2 separate regions of the Mus musculus genome follow, and region 2 is linked to region 1. Evidence: chromatin contacts called from public HiChIP or PLAC-seq data. All regions are on one chromosome and are shown on one strand. Each heading gives the region's core, a stretch centred on a gene start, on an enhancer-like site or on the middle of the called end of the contact. The rest is flanking DNA. Distances are from core to core; before and after follow the strand shown. Region 1 overlaps Arhgef28 (Rho guanine nucleotide exchange factor (GEF) 28). Region 2 holds the start of Enc1 (ectodermal-neural cortex 1).

What was found. HiChIP or PLAC-seq counts read pairs in DNA pulled down with a chosen protein or histone mark.
Region 2: a contact with region 1 is called in an H3K4me3 HiChIP or PLAC-seq map of embryonic forebrain, with 11 times the contacts expected there. The contact joins the promoter of Enc1 here to the enhancer-like site in region 1. A contact is called at or near these places in 3 of 39 promoter capture datasets (embryonic stem cells, epiblast stem cells and hippocampal neurons), 1 of 15 datasets of contacts at CTCF or cohesin (the NIH/3T3 cell line), 3 of 484 Hi-C or Micro-C datasets (bone marrow-derived macrophages, cerebral cortex and embryonic fibroblasts) and 25 of 115 datasets of contacts at active chromatin or transcription factors (acute myeloid leukemia, astrocytes, cardiomyocytes and 19 more).

The regions. Positions count from the first base shown.
Region 1 is chr13:97,896,521-97,904,302 of GRCm38.p6, forward strand. It overlaps Arhgef28 (Rho guanine nucleotide exchange factor (GEF) 28), which reads right to left. Exons shown (of 36, transcript NM_012026.2): 36 at 2,075-3,296. The coding sequence ends at 3,127. Among named protein-coding and RNA genes, the nearest start is that of Gm34388, 6.4 kb to the left of the region's middle. Within about 2 kb of position 4,086, at least 35 of the 459 cell types and tissues checked have an H3K27ac peak or open chromatin away from gene starts, as enhancers often do. A contact at or near this core is called in embryonic basal ganglia, embryonic forebrain, forebrain and 2 more, where this site is marked.
Region 2 is chr13:97,236,979-97,244,760 of GRCm38.p6, forward strand. Enc1 (ectodermal-neural cortex 1) reads left to right here and starts at 4,127. Exons shown (of 3, transcript NM_007930.4): 1 at 4,127-4,551.

The DNA.
Region 1 (7,782 bases), core at 2,836-5,335:
CGTCAGTGACAGGACATTTAGGGATGCAAATAAGTTGAAAGCTAACTGTGTGGGCACTTGCTCCAGTCTCGTACCTAGCCATCTCTAAGGACTTATAATTCTCCACTCATGTTGTTTGGCAAGCAATAGCAATCTTCTTAACCTTTGGAGCAAAGCTGAGCAAATTTTAGTAGATTGCTAGGGAAGTTGACACCATATATGGAGTGACTACCACACCCTGACTCTCTGTTCTAACCATAGTACTTAACTGTTTAATCTTCACAACAATCCTATAAGGCAACTATCCTCATTTTTAGAGAGGAAGAAACGGAGAGGTGAAGCAGAGCATCAAGGACACACAGCCAGTAAAGTGGAGCGTTTGCTGCAAAACCCATCCTCTCAAGGGCCGAGAGCTGCGGCCTTCTGATGGGAAAGACAGAGGGGTGGGAGAAGAATCGCCTCAGGTCACGGGAAGGATCACTGATGCCCTTTTATTACCTGTTATCTTGTGACTGAATTGTGTTATCTTCTTAACTTACATGACATGCTCATTTGGACACACACACCTTTTTAGCAGTAAGTGGGTTTTTTTTTTTTTTTTTATATTTTTCTGAAAGAACAGGGCTCCTGCTGTGAGTGCCGGAAGGTGGATGGATATAGCTATTACACATCCTGATGAAATGCAGAGTAACTTGGATTTGTGGTGATGCTTAAATTCCTGCCGCCTGCAAAGGACAGAACAATATGCTTTTCATCCCAGGACAAAAGAATGACAGCTCCCTTTAAGCTTCACCTTGAGGGGCATGGTGGGTCTCATCTATGATCTGAGAGACAGTGGTCTTCTCAGAAGGTTCGTGAATCTGTGTGGGAGTCATCATCCTCTGTTGAATTCTGTTGTAGCTTGTTCAGGTTACTCCAAAATATCATGAGCTAGGTAACTTATGAAAAACAAAATTTTATGTCTCAACAGTCCAGAAGCCAGAAGGTCTGAGAGCAATATGTTAGCAGATTTGGTGTCCGACGAGGACCAACTTCTGAGTTACAGAAAAGGTCTTGCCACATCCTCCCTATGATGAAAGGACTTATGGGCTTTTCCCGTGGCTTCTATAAGCACACTCACCCCATCTATGCAGGATCTACCTTCAGAATACAGTAACTTTTCAAAGGCCCCATCTGCTATCGAGATGGCTGTAGCTATGTGTTTAGCATAGGAATGGGTGCGGTGGACAGACAAGCCGTTCCGATTTATTACACAGTAAAGACATGAAAAGGAAGAGCTTCCAGAGGAGGCTTGGTCATCTAGCTGCACCAGTTAAAATAGAAAAGCATTAGATAACAGCATGACCAAGATGAACCTATGAATCCCGGCATCTCAAAAACTGTCCAAGCGGCCCCAAGAGTGTGGCATTGGAGGCCTGGGTTTTCACAGCCTGAAGGTCAACTGAGTACAGATTTTAAAGCAGAACTCCATGGGGATTTTTTAAACATCTTTACATATTTTTACTATTTCCATCTCCTCTACCATGAGAAAAAAAGATATTTATAGTTATCAGAGCGAAGATATAGATGGAAATAACTCTAAGCTTTCCATTCAAAGTGTATAGGATTCTGAGATCAGCTTTAATGCAGACAGGAAGAAACTTTTCTCCCTAGGTGTCTTTGGGGGTGGAGTGGGGCTCATGTCATTAGGAGTTTGCCTCAGAGGTAAAATAACAGAGTTTTAGTAAGTTGTCCGAATTTTAATGACTATCCCTGCTGGGGAAAACTTAGTCACTGGACTTTTTAATGCACTTTAAGAAAAGCATAGATCTACAGGAGCTACAAAAGGGCACCTCTCCAAAGAGAGTCTTTAAAGCTTTAAGATTTGACCTGTTAAAATAGAGAGACAATTTATAACTTCAGGAAAAATAAGTTGGGATTTGAGTGACTGCCCTTCCCCCCACCATGTCTCCCCGGTTGTTGCTGCAATTCTGGATGAATGTAATGGTTGCCTCCAACCCCATTCCTTTTCGGTTTCCATTAGGACCAATTTGCGTGTGTGAAATGTGTGTTTTGCTATGGTCCTAGGTTTAATATTAAATTTACAGAGTAAAATAATGAGGCAAAAGATATTTATTGACACTGACCAGAACATGGACAAATATTTCCAAAGAACAAGATGAGAACATTTCCTGGTTTACTTTCTCACAGAGAGCCACGGGTACTCTGAAATCAAGAAGTGCCCTTTGTCCCTCTGTAGAAAAGCCCAGGCAGGCAGCAAGCTTCACCAAGAGCTAGCCCCTTTGTCCTTCTGACCTACAGGCTGGGTTCCTGCAAGTCGACTGTAGTCCTTGACACTCAGTCCTGCCTAGGAGGCCCAAGTGAGGGCTCTCTCTTGGGAGTTTCACTATTTACAGCTAACATGTCATGGTGGAGGCTCCAGGCTGGGCTAAAAGATGGTGCTGAAGAGACTCTGAACCCAGCAGCATCTGTTCAAGAGAGTGAGCTACAAAGCAAGGTGACCCAGGTCCCAAGCACGCCCAGACTGTGTTCCTGTACAGCGCCCACCCAGTATGAACAGGTTCTTAGATAGGACACAGGGGCTGTACAGTGAGGGTAACAGCACCTCAACTCTGAAGACCCCAACATTCACACGTAAGAACAAAGTGAGAAAAGGTCTTTCCCAAAACTTCCTCTGCCTTCTTTGTGGTATCAAGGCTACTCACAATAAGCAACTGCTGTGATATCAGAAATTCAGCCCTGGAAAAGATCATTTTCCAAATCAAAATGGCTTCATCTTTATCTCAAGATGCATTTCACACTCCAGATGAATGGGTACACAGTGTAATGTGGAATTTCAAAGTGAAAACTCGTTCACATCCTTCGGCTCACTCAAGTGAAGTTTCTCCTCTAGAAACTCAAAAGTGGGTGAGATCAGTTAAAGATGACACACGCGCGGAGCTGGGTTGTTTTTCTTTTTTCTTTTTTTTAATAATTTAATTATTAGACTCATGCCAAAAATTGAACGTGCATGGGATATTAAATATTCTTCTTAAAGCAAGTTGGGCACAGAGAATCACACACTCAAGGGCTGGGGCCAAGGAGAAACTCTCCCCAAAGTGCCAGTGGTTTATGTTTGTTTGCTTGGGAAAACAAATGGCCACACAATCAGAGGTAAAGAATGTTTTCTTCAGCCCCGTCTCCAGCATCGCCACCGTGTCCAGCCGCCATCGGAAGACTTAGTTTTGCTTCTGTTGTGAGTGTCTGTGGCTGGGGGCCACGCTGATTGGAGTCCTGGGGAGATGACGATTCACTCTGGAAGGAGTCCAAATCTGCAACTGAAAGACATGACAGGTTACAGAAGACTCCACTTGGAACCCGCAAGACAGATGACACTTTCCGCTTCACAGTTAGGAAAAAGAGCGACCTTGTGGTCAACCAAAGAGAAAATGCCCAAGTTCGTCCAGGAAGACAGGAACAGAGCAGCTATCTAGTGAGGACATCAATATTCAGTCGTGGGCACAAGCATCCTATTAATGAAAATTGCCTTCACTGAACACTCTTAAGGGAACACTGGTGACAGTCACTGTTGCCAGAGAAAAGGATTCCCGCTAATCTTAAGTGGGTTCAGGCCTCAAAACTGCAGACAGCCTTTTGTGCATCACAGACTCTGTATGTATCTCCCTTCAGAATGCTCAAGTAAAGAATTGGTCTCAGGATGCATGGTGGCACACACCGTGTTAATCCTAGCACTCTGGAGGTGGAGGCAGGTGGATCTCTATGTTTGAGGCCAGTCTGGTCTACAGAGAGAGTTCCAGGACAGCCAGGGTTACACAGAGAAACCCTGTCTCCAGAAAACAAACAAACAAACAAACAAACAAACAAAACAATCAACCATACAAACAAACAAAACATGGTCTCAAGACTCCATTTATTTTGGGGTTCACTAGTGTAGGCAAGGAAGGGGTCGGAAAAAAGGGGGCTGAAGAGTGAAGAAGACCGTCTATCCACCCACCATACATGTCTGCTAATGCTACACAAAGGACTTTGCAAGAGCAGCTAGGTTTCTGGGAAAATCTTGCTAACTGCGACTGTAGCTGGGCTTGCAGTTTTTTTTCCCCTGGTTGCCTAGCAACAGCAGGCACTGTCTCCCCTTTTCTGATAAAGGCTTCTATGTTGTGCTTTAAGGGGGTAGATGAAGGGGTGCTTTGATTTGAAGAAGAAAAAAAAAACATACTTGCTCCAAATCATTTTTATGGCATTTCTCCCAATATCCAACCTCCCCGAGGTAGCAAAATTACAGGTAAGCAGCTCCTGGTTAAAGGCAGAGGCAAGCAGATCTGCATGCGGAGTGAGGGCAGGTCATCCTGAGGTCTACCTATTTCTATCTCAGTCATCAAAAAGAAACCATTATCCCCTTTGCCACATTTTATCCTAAGCCACCGTTATTTAGACAGCTATCATACCTGTCTCCATCCTAATGATAAAATGCTCCTAACCTTTTCCTCCAGACAGGAAGTTTGCTGCTAGGGAATGCAGTATGGCTGGCTGGGTAAACATGAAGGGCAGAATGTCCCCACGGGGCTTCATCTTTTTGCTACCCCTCAGGTCTTCCCTTTTTCCAATAAGAGGTGGGGATGGCTGGGGAGCAGCCAGGGCCTTAGGAAGTAGAGTCAGATTACATGACTCTGAAATAATGGAGGACCCTGAGGGTAGGGTGAGGAGATAGGCTACCTGCTTCAACTCAATCAAAGGCACAGGCCAAGCCTAACTCTTTTTTTTTTTTTCCTTTTTCTCCTTGAGACTGGGTCTCTCATATCCTGAGATAGCCAAGGGTGATCTTGAACTCCCAATTCTCCTGATTTTCTGGGTTGTGGAATTACAGATACAAGCAACCATGCTCAGTTGATGTGGAACTGTGGATCAACTCATGGTGTTCTGGATATATGCTAAGCCGGCAGTCTACCAATTGAGCCACATCATCACCAACCCGGGAAGAAAACCTCTTACGCTGGGGGGAACGTGACTTCAAGTCCTGTATCCCAAACACAAGGAGCGCATTATCTAAAGGCTGTTGAAGATGCTTCTGAGAAGGAGCCATCACATCTGTCAGGATCTTCTCGCCACCAGCCAAAAGCTGTGCCAAGTCTTTTATGTTCCACATCGCTTTGCAACTCAAGATGTAACCCACAGTTTACAAGTTGGGAAACTAAGGCTCAGGCTAGTTCAACTTTGTGCCCAGCATCACACAGCTGGAAGTATCTGAGACCTCAGCTTAGAGAACTTCAGGGCTCCAGAAAGGTACCTCCCTCTTCAGGTCTCATGACCTCACTTCTCAGTGAGCTGCAAATGACTTGCCCCAGCTCTTTCAGGTTACAAGATCCTACATGTCTAATATCTTCTCTCTACTCACCCTCCTAAAAGATAGCAAAGAAAAAGGTGTACTGAGCCCCCTTAAACCAATGGGGCAGTAATTACAGGCCTAGCAACCTCCCCTACATGGTCAGACAAAGGCAAAGATCCCAAGCAATGATTTCAAATCAACCTGGGCAAGACTACAAATCAACCAGAAGTGCTTCCCCACCCTATCTGACCACTTTAAGAGACAGGGTGTGCTTGTCTGTGGACATGGTGTTCACAGATCTTAATTCCTCTCCCAAGCTCTTGGATCAGCTGGTGCTGATACAAAACGACTTCAAAGGAAAAAAAATCTCAACACTTTCATCTAGAAAATACTGGCAGGTTGAACAGGTCACCTATACTGCAGCAGCTGTGCCCCTTTGCCAATGGCCAGCCCTTGCCAGTGGATGGGCCAGCCAGGACACACAAACCATTACACTGAGAATGGAAAACAAAATCACCCATGGACAGAGGTGGTTGGGAGCTGATTGCTGAAATGTGATAGCCCCCGGGCACACTCCTGTAATCCATGAAGCTCCTAGCCTTTTGGATGAAGCAGAGTCCAAAATGCCCAGGAGTTTGGCAATCTGGGATGTCTCATTAATGGCTTCAGGAGAAAAGCAAAAAGCAAGCCAAAGAACCAAATGCATATTGGGAAAAAAATTTCTCCTATCTTTAAAATGATTGGCTGCAGTTCCAGAAGACTAAGACACAATCATGATTATGGGACAGGAGTGTGTGTGCATGCACACACTTGCACATGTACAGTGGGGAGCAGGACTTTAATCAGAATATTTTGGAATGAGGACGAAGACGTAAGAAAACACTATTTCTACCAGGACATTGGGCCCCAACTGGATGCTATGTGGCCCTGTGTCACCCAGGGGGAACTCAATTTCCTGCTCCCCATTCCTTCTTCGTGTCTACCTGAACTATGCAGACAAGGTCAGGCCGTTTGATTTTGAAATAGAAGCCATGCTGTGATTTCTGATCTTATTACTCTATTTCTACCCCCGAGAGAACTTTAGCAGAGCAACTGTGTGTTTCTGAAAGCCAGCCACCTTTTTCCATATTTCATTTTACCCCAAAGAAAGTGATCCTTATACAGAACCCGAAACTGAAAGTGTATTTCTTCAAACGGAACCTCGCCGGTTCAGAAAGCAGAATTCTTGGGGAGTTCAAAATGAAATTATTCCATTGCATCGGTGATCAAAATGCCTGATGATTCATGGAGAGAAAAATAAAACTTTCTTATTTTTTTAATAAACAAAGAAATATTCATGGGGTCAGGATCTAGGGACCTGAAAGGCAGACGCTATTCAAATGAGACACAATTTCAAAACTGCAACACTCTCCCTTCTGACAGGATAATTTGAACCTCACCACATCTCTGGAAAGAGAACAGAGTACACATTACTAAGCCTAAAATAGAGACAAATAAACTGAAACACATTTTAAAACCCAAAAGTCTGGCTGAACCAAGTGGAAAAGTGGAAGCTTAGTCCGGGGCCTCGTCTGCTTCAGACCTGAGCTACCGGTTTGCACACTAACATATTAACTTTCAAAAGACATCCCCGTAGCCTCATTGTGAGGACCACTGTGGGTCTAGGCTAGCCCTCTAAAGCCACTTCAAATGGCAGAGACTGTCTCAATCTGACTGATATCATTTCTTTTTCTTGTAGACATTTGGTACAAAAGAACATGACCCTTGCTAAGGGACATGCATGCACAACCTAAGATGGTCCCCTTAGTGACAGCCTGCCTGTTGACGCTGGTGTGTGTGGCTCTCATCCTTTCCTCTGTTCACTAATACTGGAATTTCTAACACACGCTGAAGACATTTGGCCCTCCACTGTATCACCATAATTAGTATCATTTTGAGCCAACTTGATAATTAGCTATTTTCATTATCAGCCTACAAATGGTTCCGAAACCATCATCAGTGTTATATCTATGATGAACAAAGTGACTCATAAACTGTGAAGTGATTCAAATCTACACCATGGGGTGAAATGTCGCCCTGGGCAAGTCATGAAGGATTGGGCTGAAATCATGAAATCCTCTATTTGGGTTCAGTGACTCTACAAACAACATTCTAGAAGTAAGACAAAACAAAAGAATTCACAATGCAATCAAATCCATTACTTGAAGTTGCATTTAAATGAATGTTTATAAGGGAGTCATCTTTTTTCCATTCATCTGTCTTCAGCCTTCTCAACAACACATGTTTGAACAGAGCCCACACATTATCCTTAAAGGGCTGGGAAACTAACTAGTACCATTCATAGCTGCAATCTACACTTGATCTCTGCTCTTGTGACCAGCAAATATAAGAGTCGCTTGCCAACAAGACAAGGCTTGTCTCTAATTTGAAGACAGGTAGTTAGCATATTCTTTGCCTTTTCCTGAATTTTCTGTATATGA
Region 2 (7,782 bases), core at 2,877-5,376, 660 kb before region 1:
CATGGGATAAGAGAACACATTCAAGGCCTGCCGGTGTTCCTTCGGTAGCTGAAGGTGTAGAAGGAGGGGCTTCCGTAAGGGTCCCAGTCCTTGGAAGTTCCTTTTTTCTCCTTTCCCTTCCACACGTGTGACCAGGAGATGGCATCCCGGCTGAATGTCCACTTCCTAGCAGAGGTTCAAGCTGATAAAAAGAAAAGTACAGATTCTAGGTGTTTCTCTTGTCGATGGTGGTGTTACCAAGTATTGGAAAAGAAGCAAGATAGGGAGAAAAAAAAAGATTTATTTGGGCTCATAATTTAAAGAAATATAGTCCACTGCAAGGAGGCAGGGTTAGGAGTGTGCGATGGCTGGTCACACTGCCATCTTCAGTGAGCAGAGAGAGGTGAATGCCAGTGGTCAGCTCCCCCCACCCCCAATGCATTTAGTCTGAAACCACAAGCCCGTGGGATGGCTCTGTCTCCATTCAGGGTCAGGGTCTTCCTCCTCAATGGAAACTCTCTGTAGATGCCCTCTCTGACACATGCCTTAAGGTATATCTCTCCTAGGTGATTTTTTTTGAAAACCTTTTAAATTTTTATTTGTTTATTTCTATGTATATTGTAGCTGTCTTCAGACACACCAGAAGAGATCCTATTACATACAGATGGTACCAAAAGAGGGCATCAGATCCCATTACAGATGGTTGTGAGCCACCATGTGGTTGCTGGGATTTGAACTCCGGGCCTTCAGAAGAGCAGTCGGGTGCTCTTACCCACTGAGCCATCTCACCAGCCCTCCTAGGTGGTTCTAAATCCAGCCGAGTTAACAATAAAGATTAGTCATCACACCTTGGGTGGGCATTTGGCCCTCTGCCATGTTGACTCTACTGGGCCTGGTTCTCAAAGCCTAGGTAGGAGGGCTGCCATCTTCCTCACACAGACTGAGGAAGTGATTCAAAGAACAAAGGGGGCCCTTCTGGAATCCCAGCAGGGGACATGTCTGAATTTGGGTAAGGCTTTGGGAACCTGTAAGTGGCCGGGTGGCAGCTGCCTGGCCCAGTTTGGTCTAATCCCCTGAGCTGTCCAGTCCCTGGTACTGTGATTGTATGGTGTTAATTAAATCACTCTCATTAATTCAGCCTGAGAATAATTAGGAATGAATGAAGATAGATTAGGTTTGAAGGCAGCTAATACATTTAACCCCACGCTGCTGATTTTGCAGCCTAGCAAAATAATATCGTTAAGGAAGATAACAAGGCCAAAGCCTTGGGCACAGCTTCTTAACAGCATTCAAAACAACCTTGGTTTAGAGTCCCAAGGCCAGGCAAAGACAGTTTTCCAGCGGCCAGCGGGACCAGCCTAACTAGCATCCTGAATCAAGCTCAGGCTGCTGTACAAAGCTAAGGAGTGGCCTCCTCTCCTGAGGTCTTACACCTCGGCATCCGGCCCTGTCTGTTGTAGTCTAGGGCAATCACAATCCTGTGGAGCGGTTTCTTCCTGTACACGCACACGACTCACCTTTGCTTCCTGTGAACAAGGTGATAAGAATGACTTTTGCCATTGGCTGGGAGAGACCATAAAAAGATATAGTTTGAGTTTCTATGATCATAAATCCACTAAGTTGCAAATCACTCTCAGCCGTGAGAAAGGCATTAGAAGCCGCCCAGCAGTCGAAAGAATTTTCATACTCTGGCTCATGTCTGAGGGTCACTGGAAACATGCACTTTTCTAAAATATAAGTTCACTTCCTGTGTCTTTCAGTATTTCCTGGTTTGTGTAACCTATATAAACAAATTCCGTCACCGGAAGTTGCTTATCTCCCGTTAGCAGAGGAAGGGATGTGGATGGTCACTGATTTCATTTCAGAAGTTTCTAGGCTGTGATTTTGTTTTCTTGATTTGAAGCACAGGAAGTGGTAACATTAGGTAGAAAAGATACAGCGGCAGCTAACAGCTGGACTTAGCATCCTTTTAGCCCTCTTGCTTAGCCAAGCACTCTACAAAGAGAAGCGAACTTCACTGTTTACTTCATTGTGGATGCTGCAACTTCCAGGTGGGAGATGCAATAGAAACGATTATCTATCCTCTGCCAGCTGACTTCTCCTGGCAAAACCCCCAGCCAACCAGCTGACATAGGTATATATACTGCTTCCAGGCAGCAGCAGCAGTTCTAGGTGGCTTTGGGAGAAAGACAGGCATATTTTGTCAAAAGAGAAGATGTGCTAACTTCTTAATGGAACAGTGTTCCACTCCACTGGTACACATGAACTGTTAGTGCCCTAAACCCACATATTTGTGTTTGACCCAAACCCAGACAGATGAAAACAAAGAAAAAGGGCCAGAAAGTGCACAGTAGTGGGCTTTGGTGCCTCCACAGGACATAGAAATATGCTTTTAAAAGACTCGGAGACCTGTTCCTATCTTCCTCTCGTCAGAGCCTATCTCTGATGCGAACTCCGTTTCCATCCGTTTGCTTTCTATTGGTTGTAATCTTTCTCTCCTTGGGAACGGAATTCTGCCTGCCTGGCTCCTTGCTGCCCCTGGGGGCCTCCACACCTGGTTCTTACCTTGAATCCCTCGAGCTTTTTCCCTGGCTCTGTAAAGCAAAATGGAGCCAAGACGCTATCAAAAATTAAAATAGGAAACAGATTTGAAAAGGCTGTCGTGAGGCTGACGAGTTAATGCTAAGAAAGGACTTAAGAGGGCACTGTCTTTCTTTGCGATGAGCAAAATCTATCAGCCTCAATAGCAGAGGAAGCCAGAGAGAGGGAGCTGGGATAAAGGACCAACCCTGCGGGTTTCAGCAGTCTGTGGTCTCAGGAAGCGCCATGTGGAGCCTCCTGCGCCGGTTTAAACCATTGCTACGCCTGGTGTCTTAAGAAAAGGAAGACTGGGGGCGAAGCGTTGGGGAGATGAAGAGGATAGGGCAAACTCCCTGGCCACTACTGAGGCCCTGCAGGTCTCCAGCCAGGCAATTCACATCGCCAAAGACCTCTCTTTCCTCACCTGCACAATAAAGGGTTTGGGCTAATAATCTATACAATTCGTCCCTACATATCTCAAATGCCGAATAAGAGCCAACTCAAAGTGTCGTTTTAGCTCCCAGCACAGAGAGTCAAAAATGAGAGTCATAAACAGTTGTGGCCACGTTTGTTTATTTATTTATTTATTTATTTATTTATTTATTTATTTATTTAGGATAGAGTTCCTTCTTTTGCTAGGCCCTCGAGACTTTAGGTGTGTGTGTGGGGTGATGGTTGTTGTTTTTTTTGGGGGGGGGGGACACGCTATTTCTTGACTGAACTCCAGACTCCACCAACCAACCAAACCCAGGAAAGGCCAAGTCTCCGAAGGTAACAGACATCTTCCCTACCAGGAGGAGGCAGCGTGTCTGCTCCTTGGAGGAGTTGGCTTTGAATCTAGCGGCCCTGGGCGATTGGTTGCGAAACACGTGGGCCCTCAGGACCCAGCTGGGGTTGCTGCGGCTCCAGCTCCGAGCGAGACAGAGTCCTGCCGCGGCTTCCTCACCAACTTGGGGTGGAGAAGGAAGCCCCCCACAAGAGTTTGGAGTCTGGCCTCTTGCCAGCAAGTAACCCAATGTCCACTTGCGCAACCTGCAGTGTTCCCCGAGGTCCAGACCTAGGCTTCTTCCCTTGCTCCTGCGGGAACTAGGCTCTGCCTGCCGCTGGGGTGTCTAACCCAGTGAGTGCATGCGGGAGCGGTGGATCCCCAGCTTGGCCTTGGCTACTCCACTGAGCATTCTTAGGATCCCGGCACCCTCGAGCGCAGGAAAGCGCCTAGGGCTGCTTTCCCCTGAGTTGGGTGCCCCAGCCCCCGACCTAGCCTTGAATGGGGTTGACCCGAGGAGGCGAAGACCCTCCGAGCCTCTAAAACTTATTTTCTTCCCGGTCCCCGAGGGCTGCAGCTGCCCGTTGCTGAGCGAGGGCGTCCGCTTTGTCTCCGTTCGCTCCCCGCCCCACTCCCCTAGTTCCTCTCCGGCTAACCGCCCCCCCCGTCATCCCCCCCCCCAGCTCCTCCCGCTCCTGCCCGCGTAGTGGACGCGCTTCCTCCCTCCTCCCCCTAGCGAGTCTCTTTGCATACGCGCCCCCTCCCGGGCGCAACTTATAGGCCGGCGCACGGTGGCCCGGCGCAGTCAGCTCCCGCAGCCTCAGAGCCAGCGGCGCGACGGAGGCGCTGCAGAGACCCGGAGCCGACGCCAGGCGGCCGCCAGCGCTCACGCCGCAACCCCGTTCCCTCCCCCTGCGTGCAGACCGCCTTCCTCCGCGGCGCGGCCGCCGCAGGCTCACTCTCCCCTGGCTAGGCGCGCGCCGGCAGACGCTTGGCCCGGCCGGGGCGCCAGGTCCGTAGCAGCAGATCCGGAGACCGAGGTCAGCTGCCTGCCGAAACCAGCCCGGGAGCCACTACCCCGGACGCTATCGCCTCCCTTCCCAGCGCTCCTTTCTCCCCGGCGATCGCCACCGCTTCCTGGAACAGAGACGCCCTTCGTCGGCTCCCTGCGGGTGACCGAGGCAAGAACCGCAGCCGGTTGTGTGCAGAGGCCAGCCGCCACTACTGTAAGTTTGCCCTGCAACCCCAAACCTGTTGCGGGCGCCCGGGTTTCGGGCGGTGGGAGTCGGCCGCGGGGTGTGCTTGGGAGCATCGAGCCGGCGCCCGCCACCCTGGCTGAGGCTTAAGCCCAGGAGGTGCTCTCGAGGCAGAACAGTCGCTGGAGTGGGAACGGCACTGGGAGAGCAACTTGCCTCCCCTCTGCGGTGTAACGCCCGGGCAAGTATCGGTGGGTGCGAGGAACCAGGTTGGGGATAATATCCCGGCTCCTAGCAGTCTCCAGGAAGCCCAGCGCGTGGGATCGGTTCCCCAGGGTGCCTCGTAGCCGGCTTTGGGGGGCGGTGGAGGCCATGCGCAGACCTCCTCCTGCGGCCACTTGACTGCAGCCAAATGAATGAAAACTGGTTCCTGAAAAACGAGTTTCTTCTCCTGCAAGCTTTTGCCTTTTAGAATGACATTATTAATTTCAAAGGCTAGGTAGGAATTGGTGGGCGGGGTGGAGATGAAACAGTGGACTTGGACTTGTAATTTGGTGTCGTCCTCACTGGCATGTCCAGCGTGTTGAGAGTAGCCGTTGCAAGTGTTGGAGGGGACGGCGTGGCCAAGAGCTATTTTGGTAAACATCTTTATAGTGTGGCTCCGTTGTTGTCAGTAATGTGAGTGCTTGGGAACGTCTGCCTGGCTTCTTTGCTCGTGGGATCGAGATCAGGCTTAACCAGGAGAGAGATGGAGGTGCTCCCAGTGTTGGAGGCAGACGTCCTGCCTGGAAGCAGCAGGAAGTGAACTGAAGTCACTGAACTAGGTGCCCTTTTGATGTTCACAGTAATAGCAGTCTTTTTCTCTGCCTTCTTTGTAGACGCAAGTTAAGTATATGTGTGCATTTTGGGGGTCATTTCCTTAGCATGCAGATTTATGTCTCTGGGGTCTTTAAAAAATGTTGGAAAGGATGATTCGTTTTATGTTGAAGGTGTTTTTTGTATAACCGTATGTATAAATTATGTCTGGATATTTTGATGTTTGCATGATTCTAAACCAGAGAGCACGTTGTCTCCCTAGGGTCTTCAGGAGCACCTTTTGTTTTAATCATACAGTGGTTGCAAGATGAGAGATTGTGACAGTGACATTCTCTCCCAGTGGGATGGGATCCAAGGTGACAGGTTAGACTCTGCCTCCTGGTTTTCTGGGGGAGACTTAGAAAACACAGCAGCATAAACACAGGATGCAGAGTGGTGCACATCCTGTAGGCCTTCTAGACAAACTGTTTTCTTAAGTATACACCTGGTTGTGAACGTTGTTTTATACCACCCTGACTCCCCAGCCCCGTGGGATTCCAGCTCAGCCTGCTAGCACTTAGATTCTTGTGTTCCTTTCTTGGCTCTTAGCCCGAGAGGAGGCAGCTTCCTTAGACTAGAGACAATCATTTAGAGGTTTAGGCTTAAAGTCTTCCTCAAAATAACTCAGACCGAACGCATTCATTTAAATGGCATCCACGGGGATAAAGCAAGCAGATTGCAAGTGCCTGGGAGCCTGAACACTTCCTAAGCTTAGTGTCTTCACAGAGGATGCCTCCACTGGGTCATTCTGCAGAACTTTCCACATTGGGTTAAGCTGGACTAGAAGATAGAGCCTTTGCTTGAGGTGGGGGAGATGCTTGGGTCCTCTTCATCCCGCTACCCACTGGGAAGTCCTGGGTGCTGTGTGCAGGCTTCGCAACACTGAAGCTTTGTAAGTTTGATGCTTACTTGGTCTTTGGTCTTGTTTACCCCGCATGGAAAGTAACATTCCAAAACTAAGAGGAAAACAAGTTACCTCGCCTAAAGATAAGAGCGAGTGTCTCATCAGACACCTACCTTTGTTACTTTTTTTCTGTGCCAAACCTCACAGCTGCGGGGGTGGGGGGCTGGAGGGGGATTTTGCAGTTTTAGCTCATGAATCTGGCAAGCCATATTTATTAATAATTTCTGGCATATAAATTAAAAATCTGAATGACTGAAGGAAAAGCAGTGGGACCCAGCTGGGCTGTAAGTTCAGGCTGTTTGCATCAGAAAAGATAACAGTAGCTAACTACAGAGTCTATCCTACCGCCATAAACAACCTCTTCTGGCAGATTCTTAAGGTTTTATCCTCCTTCAGAGCCTAAGAAGAGTGTTGTCAGAAGGGGGAGTTAATTCCATTTTTTAAGATGGATAGTGGACATTGTCCATATTATTGGCCCCTAGTTTTCTTACAACAGATACCCAAAAGAGATAGCATTAGATTCCACTGGTGCTAATTTTGGTACTTAGAAAAGCACTAAAGCTAGCCAATAAACTCTACAGTAGCCCTCCATGAACAATGGCTGTTAAAATTCACACATAGGAACATGAATCACACACACACGCACACACACACACACACACACACCCCTGTGTGCTTTTACATTTACATAAAGCAGTGTTTGCAGTTTGAACTCCCAGTATGCAGGTGCGGCATCTGCAGGTACGTAACAGTCCCGGTGATGGAGTGTTTAATCAAAGAGGTGGGCGGAAGCATCCTTTGTTCTTGTGATGGTTTTCCAAGAATTGGTATAGAGCAGGAAGAACAGAAGGAAAAAAAAAATTAGCACGAAGCTGCCTGCTCAAAATATTCTTCCTTTTATGTGCCAAAGTCTCATTTTGGAAGCTGTCCAGGTTCAGAAAGATGGGAGGTAATTGTGGCCAGCATCTACCTCGTGCTTTCACTGCAGCCTGGGGATCAGTGTGCACAAATGTTTACATTCTGTGCATTTAGAGCTCTGGAGTGGTAGAGCCGTCTAGGTAGAAACGGTCTCTTTTACCTTGGAGTAAAAGCTTGGCCACTTCAGGAGTTGGGTAGTTGCGTGTATTCGTGAGTTTGGATCTGACCAAAGGAATTCTTAATAGAATTTCTAATTAGTAGGTGTTGGTTTTACACGTGGCTTTATGTTGCATAGGGCTTTAAAGCCGGTGGCCTCCTGACGTTCCTGGCATTATGAGAGCGGGAAGCTTGGCATTTTAAGTGGCCTGTAGTGAATCAGCTGGCCTAGCCCTGGGAACTGAGAGACTGAGGCTGGCCTCCCTCAGCTTTTGCTGACTTACAAAGTCCTAAGAACTTCTGGTGTCCGGAAAGTTGGAAGTTGTCAGTCAGGTCTTCTAAATAAACCTGCTTGTAAACCTCCTCTATCCTCTTCCCCTACCTAGCCCCCCAACCATGAATGGTTCTGATAGTTCAGCAGCATTACA